2 separate regions of the Gossypium arboreum genome follow, and region 2 is linked to region 1. The links are chromatin contacts, called in public Hi-C maps. All regions are on one chromosome and are shown on one strand. Each heading gives the region's core, a stretch centred on a gene start, on an enhancer-like site or on the middle of the called end of the contact. The rest is flanking DNA. Distances are from core to core; before and after follow the strand shown. Region 1 holds the start of LOC108460254. Region 2 has its middle 32 kb from the start of LOC128291112.

What was found. Hi-C and Micro-C count contacts between places; a contact is called where the count stands out from the background.
Region 2: a contact with region 1 is called in a Hi-C map of leaf, with 2.9 times the contacts expected there. The contact joins the enhancer-like site here to the promoter of LOC108460254 in region 1. A contact is called at or near these places in 2 of 5 Hi-C or Micro-C datasets (both in leaf).

What each region holds. Positions count from the first base shown.
Region 1 is chr3:122,802,657-122,809,744 of ASM2569848v2, reverse strand. LOC108460254 reads left to right here and starts at 3,943. Exons shown (of 12, transcript XM_017759686.2): 1 at 3,943-4,223; 2 at 4,977-5,036; 3 at 5,129-5,182; 4 at 5,265-5,325; 5 at 5,468-5,544; 6 at 5,852-5,901; 7 at 6,658-6,740. The coding sequence starts at 4,185.
Region 2 is chr3:122,982,116-122,989,203 of ASM2569848v2, reverse strand. No RefSeq gene overlaps it. Among protein-coding and RNA genes, the nearest start is that of LOC128291112, 32 kb to the right of the region's middle. Within about 2 kb of position 4,078, at least 1 of the 2 cell types and tissues checked has an H3K27ac peak or open chromatin away from gene starts, as enhancers often do. A contact at or near this core is called in leaf, where this site is marked.

The DNA of each region.
Region 1 (7,088 bases), core at 2,694-5,193:
GGCTCTCATGCGCAACCCATGACACTAGTATACACTAGGGTTTGCCATCCCTTATATTATTTAGGCCTATATGGGCTTTTCATATATTGAGTCTAATTATATGTGTTATTCGGATTTTTATCCAACACTTATAATTTATCCAACCTAATAACTATTTTTTATTACCCAAAATATTAATTAAATAATTAATTAACTTAACTTAATTTGTTTTTTAACTCAATTCTAATTTCATTAAAGTAATAGCAACTTTACTGTACTAGAATCTATGAGGAAACTTAATTTAACTGTCTTATTAAACAAATCTATGATGACAAATTACTTTAATTCTCAATTTGAACTTCAATTATTTAATAATAATTTGAAGAAATTAAATTATTTTCTGAATTATTTTATGTACTTAGTGAGAAAACGTATTCACTGCATATAGTGATATATGCGATCTATTTCTCTTATTGTTTTTATTCATTCCAAAATTCATTCATTCTATATGCAATTCGTTTCAGGTAATCTTGAGCTAGCAAAGGGACTGATTGCACACATATAACTAGGGCTCAAATAATTTGTAATTAAGTTCCTTCTTTTCAACTATTAATTACAACTTATTTAATCATAGAGTCATTTCATTATAGTACCATGATTGAACCCTCCTTTATTATATATCATTACGGAAGCTACTTTATTAAGTGTGGGGGTGAGCGTTCGATCGAATCGAGTCAAATTGGATGAAAAAATTTTGAGTGAGTTGAGTTGATGAGTCTCATTTCAACATTGTAACTCGATTTGAAATTTTCAAATAGAGTAAAGGGAAATGAAATTCGAGTCAAGTTGATTAAGTGAAATTATTCGAGTTAAATTAAAATTTTATTACAGGGTAATTATTTCCATGTTAGAGCACATAAATTGAAACCACATATATTTTAAAACTCTTTCAAAAAAAAAATAAGAGAAACTAAAAACTTTAGAATGATAAACTTGAATTTGTTTAGGCCCTTAAAATTATTATTCTAATTTTTTTAAAAATTAATTTTTCCATATATTCTTTAAATTTGTTTTAGAATTTTTAATTTTTATATTTTAAAAAATATGAAATTTTGATTTTTATAAATATTTTGAAAATTTGAAAATTATTTTGATTTATTTTTATTGAGAGAGACCAATTTGCTCATTTTCAAAATCAATAGGAACAAAAGGGTAATTACATCAATCTGTTATTTGAATTATTCGAGTTATTCGATTTGTAAAATTCAACTCAACTTGAACTTGAAAAAATGAATTACTTATTCGAGTTGACTCGAATAACTCAAATAACTCAATTCAATTAACTCAAAATTTGAAAAAAAAATGATTTTGTCAAGTTGAATCGAGTTTTGCTCACCCCTAACTAAGTGCTTGTCCGATAACCTTGTTATAAGCGTGTTACCCTCATAAGATATCACTAATTTCTTTGGGATAAAATTTATTCTCCCAATATGGACTTATTTTATCTCATAGTTCCATTACATCTTTCGATATGAAAAAGTTAATTACTAATATATAGTAATTAAATCATTTGTCTTATGACAAATGACCCATGACCACATTCCTTTTTCATCAATATGTAATATCAATGAGAGAATATCATTTACCCTTTACTGGGCTATGAATTTCACTGTTGTGGAATGATGCTACATCATGCAGAAGTCATATACCTAACTTACCAGGTTTCAGTTATTTATATATTTGAACTTGAGCTTACATTTATATCAAAGTATACGAGTCACACATACATGATTCATCATCCACTTAGGAATAAGGTATGTCATACTATAAACATCACAAGTGAATAAATTCATAAACGGATTTAGGATAAATTCAACTTGGGTCCTGTCTAATGTATTTTCAGTCGAGATAATAACATCTGTCTCTATCTTTTAGGAGTTATCCGCTCTGATACTTAAGATAAGACATCTCCCTAATCAGACTTAATAGACGACATAATAGTCTTTCAATCGATTTTCTCAGTTTCAATTAGGCTATGTATTGTTTAGATTATCTACTAATATAAGTTGTCTTCCACATTATGATTCAACTAATATTAGTTAAACATAAAATGAGTCAATATTTGTTTACATTTTGCTTTGCATGCAAAAACCATTAAAGGCATATATACAAATGATATTAATGTATAATGGAATTTCATCTAAATTAATCTATTCAAAAATTACAATTATAAATGGATGAATATACTACACTAAGGGCACCAAAACCCAACAATATGATCATATGTAATTAATAGTAAAAATTAGAAATTTTAAAGATAATTTAATTAATAGTGATGAAGTATAGATAAAATAAGTTAATTAAATTTTTTGTACTTACATTTTCATCTAATATTATGAATCCAATGCCAATGAATTCATTATTTTGTCGCACATTAACCGCATGTTATATTCTAATGATGCGAACCTTCAATTTCCAAATCTCGTCTACAGCTGCAAGTTAGGGAATGACGTTGTAGCTCTGCATCATATCCTTTGAAAAAAAATAAAAAAAATATTAAAATAGTCATATGACTAATTAATTGATATGTCCATACATGACAACCAAACTCCAACATGACTTTTATTTATGATCATTGCAAAACATATCTTGATGGGAAACCATCTTCGTGAATGGTCATTTTATATAAGATGGACAAATTTGCATTTGAATAAAAAATTGTTAACCAATATGAGTCTGCTTCAATCAATGGTGAGCCCAATTTTGTTACAATCAACCTAGTGTCCAAGACTTTGGTTTATATTTATAAGAAGCATAATCGAAACACCAACTTTCAACTGAATTTTATGGTTGGGAATTCCGATGAATTTCAAAGAGTTTTAAGAATTTAGGAGGATATAATACAAATTGTTGTTCAAAATGAATATTATTAACTCTATCACCAACCTTATTTGACGGTGACAAAATAGTTCTATCCTTTATAAACGTTGAATTCTTAAAATTTCTTTCCAAATCGGGATAAGTGAATTCAACAATGTCACAAAATGAACCAGATCCATGTGGAATTATTTGCGACATATCATCCCCATCATGTTTGATAGATAGTAGGTAATCTACCATCACCAAATTCAACAGCCACTTATTGAAAGCAGAGATAGAAGAAGTTGTTGAATTCATATGAAATCGCATGTTTATGGTTAATTGGAAAAGGTCACAGTGATCCCATATTCTATACTTGGTAATATAGAAGTTGAAATAATAACACTGCGCCTGCCCCAAGGAACATGTAATATTTGTCTGAAATCCCCTCGCAACAACATATTTACCCCATCAAATAACTTATTTTCTGATGAATGATCATTGCATCGCAGAATATCCTACAACATGTACATCAGCCATTGGTGCTTCATCCCATTTAATCAGACTTGTCTTCCTTAGTAATCCAGCTAATGATGTACCTTACTTAACTTCGCAAGAAGAATTATTGCTTGATTTCAATGGGATCTTAAATGTTGAATGTGTTGTTCATCCACCATAATGCAACAATCTTACCCTCAGATCTTATTCGAGTAGTGACTCCTCCATAAATATGTTTTCCATGTGCCACCACTTGAATACAAAAAAGTGAAGCATCCAAAATTGTTATAAACAAAATTGATAACTGCATCGTATACGATCTTTGATCGACATTAAGACCATTACATAGTTCACTGTGTTTGTACTGCCAACTCGTCCCTATCATAATTAATGAATTAACTTCATCATGATGTAGATTAGAGTTGTTATAATTAGTTAACTGTTGGTATTTGTTTCAAGACATGGGTGATTATGAACCTTGAAAACAAGAATATAGTAAATCAACTAAAATACTTAACAAAAAGTTACTCCACTCTACCAAACGTGGAGTTCAATTCTCATACTACTATTTATGCTCTTGAGTTTGTATCTTCGATTAAAAAATTACGGAAATGTTATTCAATACGGGTGAGTTTCATTTGAGTGAGCACAAAATTTACCTTAAATTGAGATCGCACTGTAGGCCCAGTGCAATGGAGTTTCCGTAAATGATCCAACGAGTTTAAGCCCAAACCAGAATCCACCTCAATACTTCAGTAACAAATAAACCTATTCCAAGCTCATCGCTGATTTCTATATTGTTTGCTTTTATCTCCTGAACTTCAGTCTTCAGCTTCGACACAGAAACAATGGGTTATTCCAAGGATCAGCTGCTTGCTCGTTTAAAGGTTTCCTCTTTTTGATTTCTGGATAGCTTTTAGTTCTAATCTTTGTACAGTTAGTATCTAATTCGCAATATCCATTCAGTTTTTGGGAAATGATTCATTATTTAAACTACAATTGTGATTTGGGTTTTCATTATTTTTATTTAAATTCATTTATTTTCAGGGTAAGAATGGAGCAAATAAAGTGTCAAAACACAAATTAGGCTGTTACAATATGGTTTTCTCTGCTAAAATTATGAACTTTTATAGATATTTACACTATGAATTGGTGGAAATATTGTGAATTGTAACCAGTGGCCGATCTTGCCATTTGATTTTGGGGGCCAATTAGGAAACTAAGTATGTAGTTTGACCAATAGCTTAAAGCTGTGATCTTAAAGATGAAAATAGAAGAACACAAGGTGACAGATAACAATTTAAATTTATAATGCACAAAATTAAATTATAAACAAAATAAATAAATATAAATATATACAATTTAAATTTTTTTTTTGGGGGGTGGGGTGGGGTGGGGTAACAAGTTAATTTAGTTTAGCGCACACACTCACTCAAGATGTTTCCAAAATGGCCCGTGACTCCCATGGCAATTCACCATTGATTGCAATCCTTCTAATTATATAGTTTTGATTCAGCACTATTTCTCTGTTTGTATCTGGTTATGATTGAATTCAAGAATTTATGGCCTTGCTTCAGTTTATGGTTGCTTTTCTTCTTTTGCATCTCTAGTGACTGGTATGTGCATTGGATTTTTTTCAGGAGCTTCAAATTGATTTTTCCCAGTATGAACATCCTGTTGTTTTGACTGTCGAAGCTCAGGTAAAAGAAGAGTGCTAAACTTAGCCGATGAGTCCCTTTTGAGTAAACAAACTCATGCATTTCATGGATTCTAAAATTTTTCTTCTCATCAGGCAAAATATGTTGGGAATGTGGGAGGTGCACTGAGCAAAAATCTGTTCTTGAAGGTATACACCGAATGAAAATTGGCATTGTTTCTGATGGATTATTCGAAACTTTCTGAGTGATTGCAAATGTTTATCCATGCAGGACAAAAAACATAGGTACTATGTTGTGTCTGCCCTTGCAGATACGAAAGTAGATATGAAAGGTACATACTTTCTTTCCTGCTTTATTTTTTGTATAATGCATGGAAATAGTTTATTGGTCTCATATATTGGTCTCAATATGGAAATTTTGAAGTAACTTTGAGAGGTTAATGTGAGTTTCATGTGGCTTTCAAAGCTGTGCAGTTTTATCTCAGAGGCTTGGTTTAGGAAAAGGTGGTCTAAGAATGGCTCCAGAAGAGGCATTGGGTGAGATACTTAAGGTGGGCAAATATATAAGTTCTTTTACACTTGTTTGTTATCAAATTTTTGGAGGTCATGTTATTATTAATGGATTTAGTTAAAGAAAAAATGACAAGCTACTTCTTTTCTTAGAAGATAAATAAATTTGGTAATCAATGTTTACGCATATAAATGATTGCCAAATATATGATTAGAAGATTATAGTTTACTATTTTATATTGTTGCTTTTGTTTCCACGCCCTCCCCCCCCCCCCCCTTTCAATAATGATTGTTATATGTATTTGCATTTCATTATTTTATGTTGCTTCTGTTTTCTTTTTTTTTAAGGTGCCACTTGGATGTGTTACTCCATTTGCTCTAGTAAATGAATCTGCAAGGTATTTAAGTTTTATTTCCTTCAAGCTTTGAATTTACATTCATTTTAGTGCTGAATGGTACATGGAGAATTATCTTCCTAAGATCTTGAATTTAAGTAAATTCTGTTGCCTTATATATTAGAAGGGAAGTCCTTGAAGCTTTAGTAGCTTTTTCCTTTGCCAAATTGTATAGAAAGTCCTTGTATTATACTTTTTTGGTGGATTTAGTCACTTTTTTTTGTCTTCTTTAAATGTGCAAAATTTGTCTAATTGTACAAAAATGACAATGTCACATGTTTTAAAAAAAAAAAGCTACGGAATTAACAAAAAAAAAATAGCCATAGGACTGAAAATACACATTTTGAGAAGTAGAGGGATATAAGTGATCAATTACAGTAGAGGGATTAAATCTGCAAAAATGCATAGTACAAGGGCCTCTTACCCAATTTGATCTTTTTTCTTTTTGCATTCGTGTGTGAATGAAGTGGCTTTGCCAATGTGAAAACCAAAGAAAAATAATGTATCGAGCACTGCAAAACCTTCTGCAATAGAAGATGATTCTAGTGTTAATGATCATTAGGCCTAAATTCTAGTGCAGTTTCTTCTCCCTTCTCCCTTCTTTCTCCTTCTCCTTCCCCTTTCTCTTATCTCTCTATTATGGATTCTGTGCTTAATTGTTTGTCTGTAAAGATTTGCTTTTTTGGCGGTTTTCTTCGTTGTATTTCTAGTGTTAATTTTCTGTTCCCTTTTTTTTTTTTTTTTTTTTTCCATTTAAAGTCATGTCTCGCTATTGTTGGATAAAGGATTCAAAACTCAAGAGCGTTGCATCTTTCACCCACTTTCCAATGACATGTCAATCTGTAAGTTGGAATATATATACACCTTTTTTTCACCTTTTTGCAGAAAGATATATTCACGTTCTTGTTTTTCGTATTCAGTTCCATGCTTTATTTTGTTACCTAAAATGATTGGAGTGGTTGTAGGCGATTATTTCAAGATGGAATATGTTGAGAAGTAAATATCTTATGCTTTAGCATTGTTTTAACCTATTGCCTTTTTATATGGACAACATAAGCAAAAATGCTGGTTACGCTGAACCATCAATTCGATTCTTAGTGTCCCATTTTTAGTTCTTCCTATCAATTATTTGTTACGAGTATGAATGCTATGTGTCATGGTATATGCAATTTGGGTTACTCAGGCATAGA
Region 2 (7,088 bases), core at 2,829-5,328, 180 kb before region 1:
ATAACACATCTAGTTAAGAGCATTTGATTCATTTCGATCATAGGATCCTAATTATTTGACATAAACATCACATCTAGTTAGGAGCATTTGATTCATTTCGATCATAGCAGCCTAATTATTTGGCATAAGCATATGAAACTGAGTCTACAGGACATGTCCCAAAGGACAGTGTAGTAACATTGGTGAAGTCAAATCTTATCTGCCTAAAGTTGCAGCAGAATAGATCGAAGATTACAAACCTTATCTCTTTAAGGTAGCAAGAGAGCAAGTTGAAGTGACAAGTCTTATCTCCCTGAAGTTATAGTGGAGCAGACTGAAGATAGCGAATCTTATTTCCCTGAAGTTGCAGTGGAATAGATTGAAGCTATAAGTAAATAGATCTTATCTTTCTGAAGTTGCAGTAGAGCAGATCATAGCAAACCTTATCTCCCTAAAGTTATAGTGGAGTAGGTTCAAATGACAAGCCTTATCTCCTTGAAGTTGCAGTGGAGCAGGCTCTATATGCAAGTCTTATCTTCCTGAGGTAGCAAGGAAGTAGATTGAAATTATATATCTTATCTTTAAGTATCGGCTATGGAGCAGATTGAAGATGGCGAATCTTATCTCCATGTATCGGCTATGGAGCAGATTTTAGCCACCAGCCTTATCTCTCTGAGGTAGCAAGAGAGCAGGTTGAAGATACAAGTCTTATCTTCCTGAGGTAGCAAGGAAGTAGACTGAAATTACAAATCTTATCTCCATGTATCGGCTATGGAGTAGATCGAAGATGGTGAGTCTTATCTCTAAGTATCGGCTATGGAGCAGGTTTTAATCACTGGCTTTGTCTCCCTGAAGTTGCAGTGGAGCAGGTTGAAGTCACAAACCTTATCTTCTTGAAGTTATTATAAGACTACTTGAAGAAGAGGAGCACCAAAGAAGTAAAAGATTCGGCAAGACCGGACAAAATTGGTCCTATTAGGGTCTTTGCTTTGTTCTCATTATACAACAATGGGCAAAGAAGGGCAGTTGTAAGACCCAGTTTTGGCCCGGTCCCATACACATACAAAAACCAAAAAATGAAACAAAAATATTAAATATCCATTTACAAAACCCAGCCCAAAATACAAGCTAAGTTACAAATTGCCCAACAACATAGGCCCAAACTTAGAAACCCTAGGGTTTCCATCTATTTTGCGCCGCAGCAATGGCCACCAGCAGCCTCCACGTACCATGCACGACCCCCGATTGGCACATTGTTCGCCCCACGTCCGTGCGCTCCGCTCCCATGTCTTCACGACCTGCAACACGAGCAAGAAAATAGCCTTAAACCGCTTGTATTTGGCTATAAAAGCTTTCAAGTTTTGATGGTAAAGGGGTTTTTTTTTTCTTCAGAGAAATAGAATACAAAATACACACAAAATCAATAGAGAGTAACCAAGATATTTCAAAGATGGTTATTTATTACTATTTTCTTCTATTTTTTTCCTTTTTTCATTTTTTTATTCAAATCCACGATTTATATACTGAAATGTAATAAAAGAGGAAGGATAGATATACTTCCCGATTCACCTAGCAAAAGGATCTTCCGTTGGTTGTCCACGGTGGCGTGTGCGATGGAAAGCGGTGGTGTTTGAGGGCCTGGGTAATTCGGATGAAGAGGGTGTGAGAGGGCTGAGAAAGCATATCAAAACTTAGGTTTTTTAAAAACAAAGTTAAAACATTTTTAAGCAAAAAAAAAAAAATTAAAATAGGCTTTATTTAAATAATAAAATAAAATAGCATGGGGTTTGGAAGTCAGTACGTGTGTTTGACTTGGTCCACGTGCATTTTCCCCTTAGATGGTTAATTTGTGTAATCAATCCCCCTCTTTCGTACCGGCATTCAATCAAGCCCATTTATGTTTTCTTTGACTCTTTTAAATTTGTCCCTAGAATTTGCATGTTATTTTAATTTAACCCATACTTAAGTGCTGCGTTTTGGAGATTTGGTTTATTGTTTTTTTCAATCCTTCATGATTGATGCGCATTGAGTTTTAGTCCCTGACTTCATCCCAATAGTTGGTTTTATTTGTTAATTACCCCTTTAGTTTACATTTACCCTTATTGAGCATTTTAGTTTTTGTAGTTCTTGTTTTTTTAAAACCTGTTATGTCATAAACTGTTTGTTAATTTTGCATTGTTGTAGCATGCTGTTTTTATGTTTTTGTTTGTTTTATTATATAGTTATTATGTTACAGTTCTTTTATATCATGTAGTTTAGAAGTTTTTGAGTTATATTTAATTAAAATATGTTTATATATTATCATGTATAATTTGTGATAGAATTAGCCTTGTTTTATGTATATTGTTTATATTAAGTTTTTCCGTTCCATAAATATTATTTATTTAAATTGACTTTTTTATACTCATTATTTATTTTAAAATGTCATTTATGCATTATTATTTCATATATTACTTTTTTTCCTTCTTGGCTTGTTTCAAATATTCATGTGAATTACTTACTTCAAGATTTTCGTATATAGTTGTTTGTTTGCATATCGACGACTCCAAATTGCATTTCTTGTATATCATTTATTTGTTTATTTATTTTAAGGCTTGTTGCATGTTATTTATGCTTGGTATTTTATTCAAATTTACTTTTAATTTATTAGCCTTTGAATATTAATGTCGGCATTGGCATGATGTATGATATGTCGCCATCGTATGCACCCAAACTTATTCCTTCCAAATTTCATATTATATTCATTGGTGTAATATTTTATCTATTGTTCCATGTGTGTGTAACTTTGATTTTTCTATGATATTGCATCGGGATTCAGATTTCAATGTTTGTTGGCCGTCTCATTTTTATTCTAAGTGAATCAAGTGAAGGCGTTTTGAGCCGATTTTGCGATTGTATATTTGAAAAACTCCCAAAACAAAAGGCGATGTTTGATGTTTTGGAAATTTGGGAAATTGTATCCTAACGTGCTGAGTTTCGATTTTCTGTTTGCCCAAAACAATCAAACATCCCTTAAAATTTCATCCGTGTTTTTTATATGTCAAAACAAGGCAATGTTTTGTGTTTGGAAATTTGAGGAATCGTGCCCTGACGTGCTGGGTTTCGATTTATCGTTGGACCAAATAACTGAATACCCTTCTAAAATTTCGTCATGTGTTTTGGAAATCATGAGGTGATCTCAGTTTTTGGAGGCGTAAAATATTGTGTCCTAACGTGCTGGATGTGGTATTTTATATCTTTGGAACGAGTGAATCTTAAGATCCAACTCAAGTTATTTACACATTTTTAAGGGGATCGTATTTTAATATTTTTCCTTCAAATTTTTTTTTAGACATAAGGACGTTATTTAATCAATTGGCACCAATTTTGGGCGTACGAGGGTACTAACCTTTCCTCATGCGTAACCGACTCCCGAACTCTTTTCTCGAATTCCGTAGATCCAAAATCATTGTTTTACTGAATCAAAATGTTTTATTAAAATGATCAATTTTAAGGTGATCTGATCACACCTAAACTAAAAGATCGGTGGCGACTCCATACCTCATTTTAAGTCGATCCCCGTTTTTCAAACGTAAAAATAGTTTTGACAGTAGAAAATAATTATATTTTGTTGTAGTCATATCTTTTAGCTTTTGTTTCTTGTTTAGTAAATTTTTTTTATGTAAATACATGTTAAATATTTAATTATTTAATTGTGATAATAACTTTCTGAATTTTGTTTTACTTTTATATTTTAATAAAATTTATTTCCATTAGAACCTTATAAATTTACTAAACAATTAAATAATTAGTCAACGTTAATATACAATTAAATTAAATATAAATATAAATTTAAATGTTACTTTAATTGAAGTCAAATATATTTTATTTATGAAAGTAGTCAAATATATTTACTTTTATAGGACTTCAAAATATAATTTCATTATTTTACTTAAAAACTATTAAACTTATTACCACTGAAAGATTATAATTTAGTGTTATATTTGGCTGACAATTAATTCACTAGAAATAGATTTTTGTTTGGACCAAACCATATAGGATTTTGCATAAGAAGTAAGGACTTAAGTAAAGTAAAACCCATCGAATTATGGACTGGAAATACTGGGTCAGACAAATAATCCGACCCTACTTATTGGGTTATATAGTACGTATACAGCATATTGGGTTACACCAAATAACTTTGGCCCAATGGGTTCCATTTTCATTTTGACATTTGCAATGAAAAGTAATAATGTAACATCTAATTAAGGCTATGAAAGGTGAAAAGTAAACAAAAATATTAGTGACAACTATATTCTTTTGTTTCCTAATTATGTTTTAGAGTAAAATCTGATACTATTATAATATATATTTCAAACTTTAAATTTAGACGTGTCAGGTTACTCACTTGATCCAATAAGTTCAATTTGACTCACATTATTGATTAATTATATTTATTAGTCAGTCTTTCTTAAAGAAAATATTATTATTAATAAGAATTATGAATAATATCCTTTATATAAAAAATTAAAAGAAAAATAAATTGATAGTAATTACCACATGAATTAAATTTTTGAAATTTTCATCTTAACCTTGCCATCATCAAACTAACCTAATGACGAAATCCAATGAACTAAGAAACCACTGCCAAGAGCCCCAAAAGATCCATTATATCAATTATGCACAAAAGACCAAGTTCTAGATGACCTATCATCTACATCATCATCTTGGAGTCCAATTTTACAAACACCGTCACCGTGCTCTATCATGATAAGGTCATTTGAGAATGATTTCTAATAAATCTAGTGGCACTCTTACATTAGCAAATCCTATATATACACAGACAACACGACTAGCAACTAAAAATAAAACCACCACTACTTTCTTAGAAAACAAAGTAAACAAGAACTGCAATAGATTTTAGAGAAAATATTTTTAACAAAAACAAAACCATAATAGTGTGGACTAAAATAACAACCACTATAGCTTTAAGATATAACAGAGTATACTGAAAATAAAAACAAAAGAAAAAAAATTAAGGAATACTACTGAAAAAAACTACGATCAATAACCAACCTAGAGACCTACGCCATTGTCTGTAAGGCTAAGATTTGGTTTAAGAAAATTTAGTGGCTCAAGTCAGTCCAAACTTAACCTAATTTATACTTGAATAAAAAAAAAAATTAAACTATACTTAGTCCATACATCCATTTTTAACTATATATAGTATTAAAATATATTCCAATATCATTTGTTGGGAGTATATTGTATTTCACAGAATCTCACATCCTTTAGTTAAGTCCCTTAAGTTTTATTTATAAAATATTACATACTATTGGGTTTGTAAGAGCCAAAATGAGAGGATAGACGCGCGCGCACAAGAATTGAGCGTGAAAGCTCAATTAAATGTAAATCAATGTATCCCCCTTACACAATACAAAGCGAAGCTTGTTCTATTTTTACTTCAAGATTTTTTTTTATGAAAATCCTTTTCTCAACTGTTTGATTTGCTTTATCATTATTTTATTTTATTTTATTTATATTTTGGTTCAAAGTGCTTATTTGGAAATTCATAATTTTCTCAAATTATTTGACTTCAAATTATTTGACTAACATTCAAATTTCCTAAAGAAACATTTTTTACTAAATTTAGCTTAATGCTTTTAATTTGTCATTCCTACTCCATATTTTTCTTCAAAACAGATGTGCTTGTTGAATCCTATAGGATGATATGCTACTTGCGAAATATCCTTAAGGACATTGTTAGTCACGCTTCAAGCAGGAAATTGATCCTTCATCATTCTGTACTTTCCAGCAATCTTAAGGATATTATCGAATCCAACTTCAAACGTTGTTGCTAACATCCCTTCCTCTGTTGATGTTGTTGCCAACAATGTCAGCATTCCAAGCAATGTTGCGTATGTTGCTACTATTACTATCCCAGTTTCAATGTTGCCTACTACTTCTTATGCAAAATCATTTCCTAACATCTTCTTTGTACTTGGAATATATGTAGTTGCGTTTGCACTTACAAAAGTGCAGACATTTGATGCCTTAGATAAATAAAGAGAAATATGTGTACAAGCAAACAAGGTATGCAGACACACCATAATTTCAACACTTTCTGTAACACCCCAAACCCGTGACCGTCACCGGATTTGACCACGAGGTGTTACCGGGCTTACTTTACTTATTCCTCTCTTGAAATTTTTTTTTTTTTGTTCTCCTTTTTCTGTTCCAGGCAGGCTAGTTAACTGCGTCACTGTCACCTTAAAAATCATATCTCGAGTTCCAGAACTCGAAAATGATTTCTGTCAATTTTCCCTGAAACTAGACTCATATATCCATCCATGGATTTATTTCTAGAATTTTTGGTCGGGCCAATTGGTACAGTTTATTAGTTAAAGTCACCCCTGTTTCAGGGTTCAACTACACTGACCTTTGCGCATTACGACCTGGATATCATCTTGTACAGAGCTCTAATGCTCATGCCGTTTGTTTCTAATAAAACTAGACTCAAAGGGGAATCTATGCATATAAGGCATGACTTCTAATTGTTTCTGGATAATTTATGGTAAATTTTCCAAGTCGGAGCAGGGGATCCAGAAACCGTTCTGGCCCTGTTTCGCGAAAACTTGAATATCTCTTAAAATACAGCTCATACGGTCGTTTCGTTTCGTCCATATGAAAATAGATTCATCAAGGTTAAATTTCATAATTTATTCACTATTTAATTCTACTTATACTATTTTTAGTGATTTTTCCATCTCACCTCACTGCTGCTGGCAGCATCTGGTACTAAAGCAAACAATGACTATTTCATAATTCTTCCATGGCCAACTATTTCATCATACATAATACAAACTATGGCCACCTTATCAAAATTAAGGTTTCTAAGGCTCGTGCCTATAGGTTTTAGATTCACACTCAACCGACCACATAGGCCATCTTCGCATGGCTTAAAGTTTACAACCCGAGATTCAACAAAACAAAATAGCCTATACATGCCAAATGTTCTCCTAGTTCAACTACGAAGACAATACCAAAAGATTTCCAGCCGGTGTGATGACTTCAACGACGGTTCCGAGCACATAAACGATACGAGTCCAAGAGACCTAAAATGGGTGACA